3 separate regions of the Xenopus tropicalis genome follow, and all the other regions are linked to region 1. A link is a contact called in public Hi-C data. All regions are on one chromosome and are shown on one strand. The core of a region is the stretch at or near the end of the contact, and the rest is flanking DNA. Distances in the headings are between cores, read along the strand shown.

Region 1 (4,555 bases), core at 1,310-3,809:
CTGTGCTTCTTCAGTCACAGTCCACAGTGACAGACCACAAATTAATTCCCTGATAATCTACTTTGAAGAAATGGTTTCTTTCCTGCAACACTATATTGTTTCTAAAAATGATTGAACTATTGCAAAATATTGCTAATGATCAGTACACACATCCCCTAGTATGTTCCACACTAGTACTTAGATAAAAGACAGTATTTTTGACGTGTGTGCTTTTGGGGATGGGAAGCATGTATCCCCCTTTAAAGAGAGATGCTTATTTTAAAATACCCGTACATAAACATAGCGACAAAGCAGCATCAGTGTTAAGAGCTAATTTTCATGACATGCAATAACAGTGCAATAACAGTGCAATAACAGTGCAATAACAAGGCATATCATCCCATTATATAAATAAAACTTTAATTTATTCATGAAATAAAGGTTCACAAATGGCCATGCAGAGAATTTAAACAAGGGGGCACATTTACTAATCCACAAACGTCAGAAAAGCGTCCAAATGCGTTTTTTTTGTAATGATCGGTATTTTGCGTTTTTTTTCGTAAATTGTCGCAACTTTTTTGTAGCCATTACAACTTGCTCGGGATTCGGATTCGTGGATAAGTAAATCAGTAAATTAGTAAATCAGCCCCAAGGAGTATGTATGCTAAAATTAAACCCTTAGGGGCTGATTTACTAATCCACGAATCCGAATGAGAAAAATTTGGATTGGAAAACGAACATTTTGCGACTTTTTCGTATTTTTTGCGATTTTTTCGTCGCCGTTACGACCTTTCCGTAAATTGTCGCGACTTTTTCGTAACCGTTGCGACTTGCGCGAATTGTCGCGACTTTTTCATAGCCATTGCAAATTTCGTGAATTGTCGCGACTTTTTCATAGCCATTACAAATTTCGTGAATTGTCGCGACTTTTTCATTGCCATTATGACTTTCGTGAATTGTCGCGACCTTTTCATTGCCATTATGACTTTCGCAAATTATCGCAACTTTTGTATTGAGTCCATCTTTCCATCGCCATGCTCCTACCAAACTCTCCATTTCCCTCCTCCACACTCCCAACTAACTGGTCAGCTTCCTCTAAGCAAGTTATCTTGCACCCTCCACAAATAATCTATCTTATCTACACCATACTCTCAGCAAACAATCCATCACCCATTTACCATTCTCCCAGCAAGCATTTCTTCTTATTTCTACCAAACGCCTTCCAGAAAAAAAGCCACCTTCTCCCATACTTCTAGGCAGGTTCCTTCCACCTTTCTCCCAGCAAATAATGCAACATGGCTCAACCCTGTACCACACTCTATGGAAAAAACAAATATTCGCTGCACTGCACCCCCAGTAAGAAAACTATATATTATCCACTATGTTCTAAACAACAAATCAAGCTTGTGTCCACAATGCATCCAGGGTGGACTTCCTACCACTATTCTTTCAACTGACAGACCCCTATCAGGCTGTAGCTATAGCATCAGTTGCATTCATGGAATCACAAAGAAATGAAAAATGTGCAATTCCCATGTAACTATTAGAATTCATAATACCATTTTATTTTTATTGTATTGCCCAGTTTAGTTTGATCAAAATTGGCTAATATGACCAGTTGGTTAAGTTGGACTTAACTTATTCCTGGAATCTGACCAAAGTTTGAACTAACAAAAAGCCTTAAAGGACAAGGAAAGGTTAATATAAATTAAAAGTAAGTCTAAAGGCATTCTTTTTAAGTACTTACTGCATATCTAAATTCCCAGATCCCTGCTTGCTTCTCTGAGATATGGTGCTGGCAGCCTACAGCAGTGTGAAGACTACAGTGACATCACTGAAATCTCTCTCCCCTTCCTGTAGGTGCCAGCGGCAGCCTTCCTATTCTCTGAGCATGTGTGTAACTTGATCCTGTCTCCTGTTCTGAGCTACACATGCCCACCAGCCAATCAGAAGCGGATATGGCAGAGGGGAGGGGGGAGGGAATGAAACACATGTGCAGTATGAAGCAAGGAGGGAAAGGAAGGGAGAATACCTTTTTAGAGATGGCTGCCTGTTCTAGAAAATGTGAAGTAAGTGTGAGTAAATATTTGATTAGGTGAGCCAAAAGTGTGGCGTTTTTACTAAACAATAGGAGGACTATTGGGCAGTATGCTTTTTAAATTTTGACTTGCATTCTCCTTTAAAGGAACACTAAACTCCATATTTTCCAAAGTAAATACAGTGAAACCTCAATTTTACATATCCTGATTTTACATTTTCCCTCATTTTACACTATTTTTGTGGTCCCCTGAAAAACCTAAAACGGGTGTTCTACTGTATGCCCCAAATAAAATCAAATTGTAATGTCATATGACAGTTTTAGCCATGTCCAGCAGCCAGGGTCGCTGTGCTAAGTCGCAGCAACATACGTTGCTAGATATCAGGAAGAAGCATTTGTTCTATAAAACACCTCACGAAAAAAAAAGAGTAAGAAGCTGGACCTGTACCTTCTCACAGCTTAAGGGCAAGGGAACATGGTGGGTATATCCGCTTATCTAAGCCCTGCTGAGAGAAGCGGATCCACTTGCCTATGCTGCCCCGTGTGCCTGCACTAAAAACTACAGTAACGGCCTGAGTGCGGCCACACAGAGCAGAGCGGTGGACGGCCTGAAAAGCATCTACTTTCTAAACCCAGGTCCGGATTGGGATTCACAATTGGCTCTGGAATCTTACAGCTGCCCCTCTGGCATTTGCCAGAATCCACATGAAACCATGTAGCGGAAGCCATGGAAATATTTAGATCCCTATTTAACTGTATAAAAATATTATATGGTAAACAACTATAGACAATTGTCGCTACAGTATAATATTTTATTTTATACTGTTTTTATTGTATACTATTTTATACTATTTTTTTTTACTTTTTCCCAGAAAACCAGTAACCCCTTGTGACTGAAATAAGCTGTTGCATGAAAACATGAATGTTGTTATTTAATAACAGCTCTCATTATTCAGAGCTACTGAGTGCCTGTTAGAAGAGTCTGACTCTGCCTGATATATTTTCCACATTTCATTGGCCTTTTCCACATGAAAAAAAACATAAATATAACTAAATTACACATAAAAAGCATATGACAGTATATTTTTTCCTATACAGTACAATTAATTTTAGGTTCTACATTCATTCATTTGTTTAGCCAAGGTGCGTGACTGCTAAGTGGAGCATGCAATCTAATTTTCATGTTTGAGTTTCAGGCAAATAAGGCACCTGCCCAACGTTACAAAGAAATAAATGAAAGTTGTAAGTGGATTGCCTATGAGCCATGCAGATGAGTAACAGGAAGATTAATCCACCCCCTAAAAAAAATCAGAATTGCACAGAATCACCCAAGATGTTTTACTATTCAAATTGTTACTGATTATTTATCTTTAGTCCCATAGTGGGGCTTCTGTCAACTTCCTATAGAAGTCAAAGAGGGTGGCACTTACTTTAATGTAGGCAGAGTGATGGTATGGAATATTTCCTAAACTTTAATTCAAGAATACTGGCAGAGGGTACATTGGAACCGACTATGGCCTTTGAAGATAGCCAGGCAAAAGTGAAGAGGGAACAAAAATCTAAAACTATAGCAGACTATAGGGCTGATTTACAAGCGCTATTTATAGCATGCGTTAAAAATGTTATTGCTTCTTATTTTTTGTGACTTAACGCTCGATTCACTAAAAGGACAGGCGTCATAATTAAGACGCAATGTTCTTTGCATTATTTAACTAGCGATGAGCGATTTTCTTGCGTTATTTCCCGCTGCGCGCGATATATTTCGCCACGTGCTATATTAGCGCACGATTTTATGCACGTAACCATTACTTTCAGAAAACTACTGTTCTGAAAATGCCCATTTCCCTGAAAACTGGAGGATGCATCACTCTAGGGCCAACACATACTTGAAAAAATCCCACTGCAAAGTCCATGTTGTGTTGCCAAAAGCTCACGAACCACAATTTTCTTTAAGTACCGCCTGCCCCAAGTAGGTGTTAATCTTCGCACAGACTAATGTGATATTTAGCATGTTTAACGCTTCATATATGTTTGTGAATCATGCGTTAGTATTATTTCTATGTGAGAATTAACGCAATGCGAGGTTAATAACACATAGCGATATTGCGTCTTAATGCATGCGAAATGATTTTGATGAATCGGTACTTATTTATCGCGTGCTTTTTAACGCAAAAAGCATGCGATAAGTGTTATCGCCCTTTAGTGAATCAGTCCCTATGTGCCTCCATCATATAAAGCAAAATACAGTTCTGAGGATCACTGTTGAGGAGAAAAGTTGTGTGTGGATGTAGATTGGATAAGGGGATGCTGGTGAAAAAGTTGAAATGATACTCACTCCTTTAGGGTAAGTACATTTAATAGAATAAGCAGCCTTACACTAGACATGGTAAAATTTAGCAGTACAGGTAAAAAAAACAACTTAGTGGAACAGTAGGAAAATGTGGGCATAAAATGTGACTGGGCTGCGATAGTTAAGGGAAGAATAGGATTGTGTATGGTACATTACTTTATTTGTGTGTTAACAGAAAATATTTAAGC
Region 2 (4,555 bases), core at 1,449-3,948, 60 kb before region 1:
CAAGCTCCTTGCACTAGCACCCATACAAGCTCCTTGCACTAGCACCCATACAAGCTCCTTGCACTCACAAGCACTTGTGGGGACCTCCAATGTTCCCACCCAGCCTCCTCTAATGAATAGTGTTAAAGCATTGATGCTGGGGAATTTAACAACATTTTTCTCAGAAATGTAAATTCCAATGAAGTTTGCTTTGAATGTATCCCAGCTGCAGGGTGAGTCCTCATGGGAAGCATTGGTTGTAAACAATTCAAATGTAGATTTGTCTATTTCTTCAGATTTCTCTATTATCTCAATCCAGGGAACCATTCCCTTCCATCCTAAATGTTTCCCTAGTTCCACTGGGAAACATGGTCAAAAGTTCCCTTGGGTAGGTAGTACATTTTGTAAATAAGTGGGACTATATACTATGATTGACTTGAGTGCTAAATCTGTCTTAGAAAGGTGGAGATGGGACTCAAGATAGCATTAATTGTGTCCTGTCGAGGAGTGGAAAAATTCTCCAGGCTTCTATCATATTAAGATATTATTTTTAGTTTCCCCAACTGTGTATTCACACCTCCACCGATCCAGATTTAGGTTAAGGATAGCATTAAAATCAATTAATATTATTTAATTCAGCTTTTGTTTTATATATATTTGGTGCCTAATAATTAAAACCTGAGAATGTACACAGGATACACATTATACAGCACACACTCTGTGATCCCCCAACCAGTGGCTCAGAGACAACATGTTGCTCACCAACCCCTTTCATGTTGCTCCTGGTGGCCTCAAAGGAGTGCTTATTTTTGAATTTCTGACTTGAAGGCAAGTTTTGGAGGCATAAAGACCATGTGTACTGCCAAACAGAGCCTTCTGTAGGCTGCCAGTTCACTTTGGGCTACCAAATAACCAATTACAGCCAGTCACAGTGTTCAGGGGGGTGAATTAAAAAAACTCAGTGCCCATGTCAGTTTGTACCCGCAGTTGGGCGGTGTATAGGGTAGAAGAGAGAAAGGCTTTTTGCCATAGGCCCCTCTTGACCTCCTGGAATTTTGCCCACTGATCATGCCCCTCCACAGAGAATCTAGATATAGAGATACAGATATATTTTGGAATTGTTTTGTTGTATTTGTGCTTTCTTTATGGCGATAGCAAGGAGTTTGTCCCTGTGCTTACAATTAGGAATTTGTGCTATTAGAGACCTTGCCAGAATTCTGTGGAATGCAGGTTTTAGGGCCTTTGGAAAAAATATAATAAACAAATTAAAAGAGTAGTGAATTGGCCATGTCAGTAGCTCATCAGTAACAATTTGGGTTCTGGATGTGCAAGCCCCAAACCTACAGCTCGGGAGGTAGTCCATACAAAATCAAAGGCAGGCAATGACAGATCCCATGGACAGGCAATAGTAAAAGAATTGTAATTGTAAACAAAATTAGGGCACATTGCCTTACGTGTTTTGTGCATTTAGTACTTAATCATAGGGACCGATTTATCAATATGTGAGATCTGAGGTCATAACAGAAAAATTTACCCACTTTCTATTTATTCCTATGGGATTTTTAAAAGCGTATTTATCAAATAGTAAACTCTAACTCTCACATTGATAAATACGCTTCTAAAAATCCCATAGGAATAAACAGAAGGTGAATTTTTCTGTGATGAGCGCTAATCTCACATTTTGATAAATCTGCCCTATATATATATATATACTAAATAAATAATTCAAATATTTATAACCACTTGAATGTGACACCCTGACACCTCCCATTGACTTAAATGGAAACAGCGATTTCTCAGCCTGGCTGAGACCAAGCCAGTTCCTGCGAAAGTCAATGTGAGGGGGCATAGAACATTTCGGGCGCTTCTCTGCCAGCTGAACTATGTGGGTAGAGAAAATGGCCCCTATACTATAACCCTAAGTCACCAGCCATTATGCATCAGAGAATTTGTTCCAATATTCTTCATTTATAAGCTGCCATTCTGGTCAGTTTAGCCAGTTTATACCCAGCAATTAGTGCCTCTAAGACAGGACTGGTCAAAGTTACACTCTGCAGTTGTTCAATAAACTTCATTTCTATGTGGCCATTCAGGGGCCTTTGTGAAAGAACATCGATCTTGCAGGGCTTCTTTGATAAATGATACCAACCGCAACAAAAGCCTGTTATGTATAATAGAACAGATGCTCAAGCTGTTACCTTAAACTTTAGCTAAGAATCGCCCCCCCCCCCTTCTGTGCTCTGTACTGCAGCGTTTAATTCTAGCATTCTATTTAAATAGGGTTATTTAGAGGGGTAACTCTTTTCAGCCCCCCGCTGTAGCCCGGTGTGTGTGTGAGGGGCAGACACGCAAACCAATGATTCATATAAACAGCATCCCATGACTTATCGGTGCTCTGTATCAAACAGCAGTGCGGTGGGGAGAGAGATGAAGTCATCTAGTGTAGTACACAGGGGAGCAGGGGATGACTATTGTGCTTTCCAGTAATGCAGACTATTAATGAGATGAAATGTACACTGCCTTTTTATTCTCTTGTGCCATTAAAGGCATCAGAATCCTGATAAGAGCAATTTATACTTCCCATTTATCCCTTTAGAAATGACCAGCACATTTTTTTAACATACATTCCATGCAGGTTGCTTCCTTATCTTGTCTTTTGACCTCGTGGCCCCTATTGCTGTGGGTGTCAGACTTCCTGTACTCAAGCCCCTCCAGGCTGCTTTGTTGTAACAGAGCCCCTGCTTTTGTTTCAGTAGTATCCAGAGCAACAAATAAGTCCAGTCTGCATGATTTTAGTCATGCCTTCCACTGATTTGGGCTCCCTGGGTGGCAGAACAACAGTATTAGGAACCTTTGATATATGGTACAGGTATAAGATCTGTTATCCAGAATTGCAGACCTACAGTTTTTTGGATTATTGTATTTTTTCATAAATTGGATCACCATACCTTAAGTCTACTAAAAACCTTTTAAACATTACATAAACCCAATAGGATTGTTTTGCCACCACCAATATGGGTTCCTGCTTCTTAGTTACCATAAAGTACAAGGTACAGTTTTATCATTACTGAAAAGAAATCATTAAAAAAATATTATTTGCTTAAACTGGACTCTATGGGAGATGGACTTCCTGTAATTCAGAGCTTTCTGGGTATGGGGTTTCCTGGTAAAGTTTCTGTATGTGTTATACAATCATTACCTTTAAAAATATCCCTGCACCATAATTGTTAGCATTTGTATATCATTTGTATGTTGATATATACAACCTTCTGTCATGCAATGCTGAGGAGGATTGTTATATGTTGCCATTTTTAATCAAGTAATAATAATAACAATAATGAATGGATCTCTACCACCCCCAACAACCAGGGCCGTATTTCTGTCTGCCCTAGGCACAGGACATTTGAGTGAATGTTCCCCCCACCCACCTTTGGACAGAGCATTCCTCTCCACAAAAGGAAGTGGTACCCCCTTTACTTTGCTGCTGGATTTAGCCACAAGTGTCTGCCATTGAGTCCCCTAAAGTTGCTGGCCTAGGCATGGGCTAACAGGTGCCTATGTATAAATCTAGCCATGATAACAACATTATACATCAAAAATAAAACCAAAAAATATAAATGCATGATCCTTCTCATGGTGTAGATAAGCAATAACCATTTTAGATGCCTACGCCCATGCCTTAAAAAGATTTCTAGTGCCACACTGCTCATTTTAACTTATTTACCAACATTAACTTATATAGCAGTGGCACACTTATGCACAAATATTGTAAAATGCACATCATTCATTACAGCCCCTGCCCTGTGAGTTTACTATCTAAAGTTCCTAACACATGGACTATGGCCCATGGGAAAATGAATCACCTGCCATTAAATTTCAGCTACCTAGTGCAACTAATCTCCTCAAAATACCTTCCCCCTGGCAATAAAGTGCAGGAGGAAACTTGCACTGGGAAAACGAAGCAACTCATATGGCACTGGCAATTCACTTTATTGCCAGTAGAAGGCATTTTGAGAAGATTAGTTGCCAGTGGTAGCCAATATTAACCGATCAACTGATCGACTGATCTCTCCCTGGGCCATGGCCCTAACTCAGCACACTAGGGTCAGTTTCATTAAGAGCTAATTAACCTGCCTGAATGCTTTTGGAGTGCACGAGAATATTCGAAGGACACCCACAAAAAAATGGATCAAATTTCTTGCAAATTGTACCTAGGTTGGAATAAAACTCAGCACCTCAGTGCTACTACAAGGCAGCAATGCTATACACTGAACCATGTGCCATTACAAAATTATCCTGATATTTTAGGCTTTAACCAGCAGATTAAAAGACCCATTTAGGGAAGCAAACAACATGGCGGCACAAGGAATGGATGACTGACTTAAGGTGGCCATACATGTCATGATCCGCTCGTTTGGTGAATTATGGGATCCCTTATTTAGAAACCCATTATTCAGTAAAATCTGAATTATGGGAGGACCAGTAAGGGTGCTAAGCATTGATGCACCACTGCGTATAGCAGCAGTCCCCAACCTTTCTTACTTGTGAGCCACAGTCAAATGTAAAAAGACTTGGG
Region 3 (4,555 bases), core at 753-3,252, 52 kb after region 1:
AAGGGATGGCATAATAAGTCAATCTGTATACACTGATAATATGCAGATTTAAATAAGCATTATTCTTATTTAAACGGGTGCACCTTAAATAATAAGGTCACCACAAAAAGATGGGATGCCTACCTAAACAACCAATTAAAATGCTCAGATACATTTTAGTGTTTAATACAATTCAGTTTTAGTCAAGGGTACAATACAACAGTTAAACAAAATCACAATCAATAGACCTAGAAATCAAAAAGCAAATAGATACCGTATGAATACAATTTCTGAAATCTGTCTTTAAAGTGAACATCGAAATTTTGGGAAGGAGGGGGCGGAGGGAAGGGCGGGGCAGGGAGGAGGAGACAGTAAAAGAACAAGTAAATAGCCTATGAACAAGCAATTCGCCCATCTTGGATCTTCAGAGGGAAAACAGGTTCAACAACATCCACCGCCAGCCTGCTGTCCTCCGAGATGTGATCCGGGTGAACCTGGTGTTGAATGTTGTGGTCCGATTTTAATGCCATTCGCCTGTTGCAATTAGAAAATAGAATTTAATTCCCGAATAAATGCAAAAGTTCATTATTTCAGCTCATTATAATTATCATGTTTAATGTGAGCCTTATAAATAAAGCCTTGTTCTGCACCCTATGAATAGGAATCCTGCAGTTCTACTTGGTTTTGCATTCGGCCCATTTACCCGCATTGGAAATGGAGGGACGTTTCTGTAGAAGATTCTGAAAAGTGGGGCTTCCACCCATCCTCCACCGCTATGCTTGTGGACTAGGGGGATTGTTTTTTTTGTTTTTAAAAAAGGCACCCCCTAAAACTGGCACCCATATATGAATATAATCACTTAAGTGTTTTTTAAATATAACTATAGTTCTGTAAGTTCAACACATTTCTCTAGTTCATTATATGATATATTGTGTTTATTATATATATTATGGAAGTTCATACAGAGGCACTGATAAGCTCACACTTTCATCTGAAGGAAAAAACCACATTGGGGGTAGGGGCCCAGGGGGTAAGTTCCTTGAGGTGCCCCAAGCTAGTGGCTGCATTGGCTGCTGTTCTTTACAACACAGAGTTTCAGTTGCGCGGACTAATAGCAGGGAGTGTGTGAGAGCCTATTATGTCCATGTGTTTAAACCTGCAAGAATAGCAGTTACAGTGTAGTCTGCACAAAGCTACATATAACGCCAGGCTCTGGGGTGTCTGGCGAGGTAAGATAGAAGAAAGCAGCTAAGAAATCGCGCTTTCCCCAGATTCTGTTGCGTGCTCCCTTTCTATGCTGAATGAGCGTTGGAGAGTGGAGCCATACAAGTGTTCTGTGTCATCAATAATTTCTATGATCCCCAAAGACATGGCAGTCGGCCAGCAACCCACACACGGCGCAGCTCCTTTCATTCATCAAGATCACACTTATATCTTAACGCTTGCTCCCTCAAGTGGATTCCACCTAAGAAGGCAGCACTTTAAGGGGGAGGAGGGAAGGAATACAGTAGCTTTCACAAAATAAGCTCTTAAGGAAACTTTGCGTCACAGTAAATGTCAGATTTATAGTGCTTGGCAGTTGTTCTGCAACTGTAGTAGCCTTGGGGTTTCTGGCAGTGCTTCCTTATTGACAGCAGCTGATGTGGTTTCTCTGAGTTCTCTTTAATGAAAAGCATGCCCTGTGGCTCCCTGGGTTTTGCCCCTCTTAGCTGGTAGCGAGGGCCAGAAGCAGACTTGGCCCAGAACCAAGCAAGTAGCACAGAGGTCCAGTTCTGTAGGCAGATTGCAATCAGAGCGGCGCGGAGGCACAGGGAGCCCAGCCAGGTGCTGTATGAAACCACATCGGGACAAGGAACTCCAGCGACCAATCAGGCACGACCTACTCAACTTTCCTGAAGCTTTTTATATTCGCATTACTGGCTCTGAATAATGTCTGATCCCCCCTCCCCCAAGTGTCATAGCCACATTCACTGGGCAAGACAAAGGCAATGAGATAATAGCAGGGGGACGGGAGGGAGACAGGCACAAAGGCACTGGGGATGTGGTCTGCGAGGTGGCAGGGGATTGGGAACAAAGTAGGCACTGTGGTCTGGGGGGGTGTCAGACTGTTGCACGAGGGGGGGGGGATCAGAAGACTGTTGCACGAGGGGGGGGATCAGACTGTTGACGAGGGGGGGGATCACACTGTTGCACAGGGGGGGGATCACACTGTTGCACGAAGGGGGGATCAGACTGTTGCACGAGGGGGGGGGATCAGACTGTTGCACGAGGGGGGGGGGATCAGACTGTTGCACGAGGGGGGGGGGATCAGACTGTTGCACGAGGGGGGGGATCAGACTGTTGCACGAGGGGGGGGATCACACTGTTGCACGAGGGGGGGATCACACTGTTGCACGAGGGGGGGATCACACTGTTGCACGAGGGGGGGATCACACTGTTGCACGAGGGGGGATCACACTGTTGCACGAGGGGGGGATCACACTGTTGCACGAGGGGTGATCAGACTGTTGCACGAGGGGGGGATCACACTGTTGCATGAGGGGGGGGGATCACCCTGTTGCACGAGGGGGGGGGATCAGACTGTTGCACGAGGGGGGGGGAATGACTGTTGCACGAGGGGGGGGAATGACTGTTGCACAGGGGGGGGAATCAGACTGTTGCACGAGGGGGGGGATCAGACTGTTGCACGAGGGGGGGGATCAGACTGTTGCACGAGGGGGGGGAACAGACTGTTGCACGAGGGGGGGGAACAGACTGTTGCACAAGGGGGAGGGGATCAGATTGTTGCACAAGGGGGAGGGGATCAGACTGTTGCACAAGGGGGGGGGGAACAGACTGTTGCACAAGGGGGAGGGGATCAGATTGTTGCACAAGGGGGAGGGGATCAGACTGTTGCACGAGGGGGGGAAAACTGACATTGGTATAACCAAGATGTTGGATGCAAACTTAAATAAAATGCTTAATACACATTATAAGGGTACTCTAAAGGCTGTTTTTCCCCCATGTTTTTTTTTCTTTAGAAGAGAAGCCAGATGGCCTGGTGGCTACATGTGGCCCTACTAAAACAAAAGAACATTTTTATGAAAAGATATTGAATAGTGCAGCATTTACTGGCTGCTGGGGGCTGGCTACATGTGTAACTTGTCCATCATGCATTACTATATATAGGGGTCACACTGCATATTTGCATTTACACAGTAAGTGTCACCAATGCCATATAATTAAAGATTTGCTCATTTGGCTTATATGAAAGTTGGTATTGGGGCCAACAATCAGATAATTCTGTGGCCCTAATGGGTGAGACCCACATCAAGGCACCAATGCAATCCTCATCAGATGGGACTTTCAAACTTGCCTGACAGATATCTTGCCAATCTCACACAGACAGGCAGTCCTGAGCGCACCATACTTGGGCCAATCAGCCGCTAGTGGGCTGGAGAGGCTGAAATGTTTTTCGACCATGTATAGCCAAAGCTTTACCTGCCACATGCTCATTTCTTGGTAGAAGTCTAAGCTTGAAAACTAAACTCACCAATCTGAATGGCCTCCAGTGTCTGTAGGTAGTTGAGGAATGTTGCAAGTTATTAACTGACATGTATCAGAGGCATCAGTATGGCAGCTCCTGCTCATATGCACTAATGTACACAAAGAAGAGTGAGCAGAATATCCTATGTTCTCATGCTCCACAGTCAGTTTATGGGGAAATAAGGCAAATAACTACTGTTCTTTAAAGATGCATTAACAATTTGCAAACAATTCATTCATTCGCGGTACAGAGAAGCAGCTTGGGATAGCATAAAAACCCAATAAACTCAAGCTATTCAATAACAACGATTGGTTCATCCAAGATAACAAACAGCTTAAGGGACGATTTGAACCAAACAATACACATAAGAATAATTCTGCATTTTTAAGGAAACGTCAATGCACAATATACTCTGTTGAAAAGAATACATGGACATTCGACAAACGTAATAATCCAATCAAGTGATCAAACCTTCTCGAAAAAAATAGGAAAAGAAAAGAGAAACAAACCCAGTGATAGTCAGAACTGAGCCAGGTGGCGGCCCTTGCAGTATCTGGGCTTTAGAAACAACTAGTGCTTGAAATGAAAGTCCTCCATTTACACAGAGGCCACATGTAGTGTAAGCAGCTGCAGGGCTGCTAGAGCTTTCCCACAATGCTCTGCCAATGTCTGCAACTCCTGACCCACTAAAACCTCATGGACATCTTAGAAAAATGTTTCTCAACTGCACCTCCTTGTGGTCACTTACATGCAGTAACTGCCAGGTTGTGGCATCAATTAGGTAAGAAAGTTATACTTTTTCCTCTGATCCAAGGAATAAAACCAAACTATGTCCTAATTCAATGAGAATTGCTAAAAAAAAAAAAAAAATCTTTTTTTTTTTATTAACATTTATACAGGACAGCAAATTAGGGCTCACTCCAAATCACACCCTCACTGACCTTTAAATTGTACCCAGTATGAAATCCTCTTAAAAACATAAAATGCCTTCCTAAATCAACTGTACTGACCAGTGCTTGAACTAGCAGTAAGTAGTGGAGACCATACTTT

What was found. Hi-C and Micro-C count contacts between places; a contact is called where the count stands out from the background.
Region 2: a contact with region 1 is called in a Hi-C map of neurula embryo, with 1.9 times the contacts expected there. The contact joins two enhancer-like sites. A contact is called at or near these places in 2 of 5 Hi-C or Micro-C datasets (neurula embryo and tailbud embryo).
Region 3: a Hi-C map of neurula embryo shows a contact between it and region 1, with 2.2 times the contacts expected there. The contact joins two enhancer-like sites. A contact is called at or near these places in 3 of 5 Hi-C or Micro-C datasets (brain, neurula embryo and tailbud embryo).

The regions. Positions count from the first base shown.
Region 1 is chr6:117,042,720-117,047,274 of UCB_Xtro_10.0, reverse strand. No RefSeq gene overlaps it. Among named protein-coding and RNA genes, the nearest start is that of chd7, 89 kb to the left of the region's middle. Within about 2 kb of position 2,559, at least 1 of the 11 cell types and tissues checked has an H3K27ac peak or open chromatin away from gene starts, as enhancers often do. A contact at or near this core is called in neurula embryo, where this site is marked.
Region 2 is chr6:117,103,219-117,107,773 of UCB_Xtro_10.0, reverse strand. No RefSeq gene overlaps it. Among named protein-coding and RNA genes, the nearest start is that of chd7, 28 kb to the left of the region's middle. Within about 2 kb of position 2,698, at least 3 of the 11 cell types and tissues checked have an H3K27ac peak or open chromatin away from gene starts, as enhancers often do. A contact at or near this core is called in neurula embryo, where this site is marked.
Region 3 is chr6:116,990,133-116,994,687 of UCB_Xtro_10.0, reverse strand. rab2a (ras-related protein Rab-2A) reads right to left here. Exons shown (of 8, transcript XM_002936111.4): 8 at 1-513. The coding sequence ends at 421. Among named protein-coding and RNA genes, the nearest start is that of rab2a, 46 kb to the right of the region's middle. Within about 2 kb of position 2,002, at least 8 of the 11 cell types and tissues checked have an H3K27ac peak or open chromatin away from gene starts, as enhancers often do. A contact at or near this core is called in neurula embryo, where this site is marked.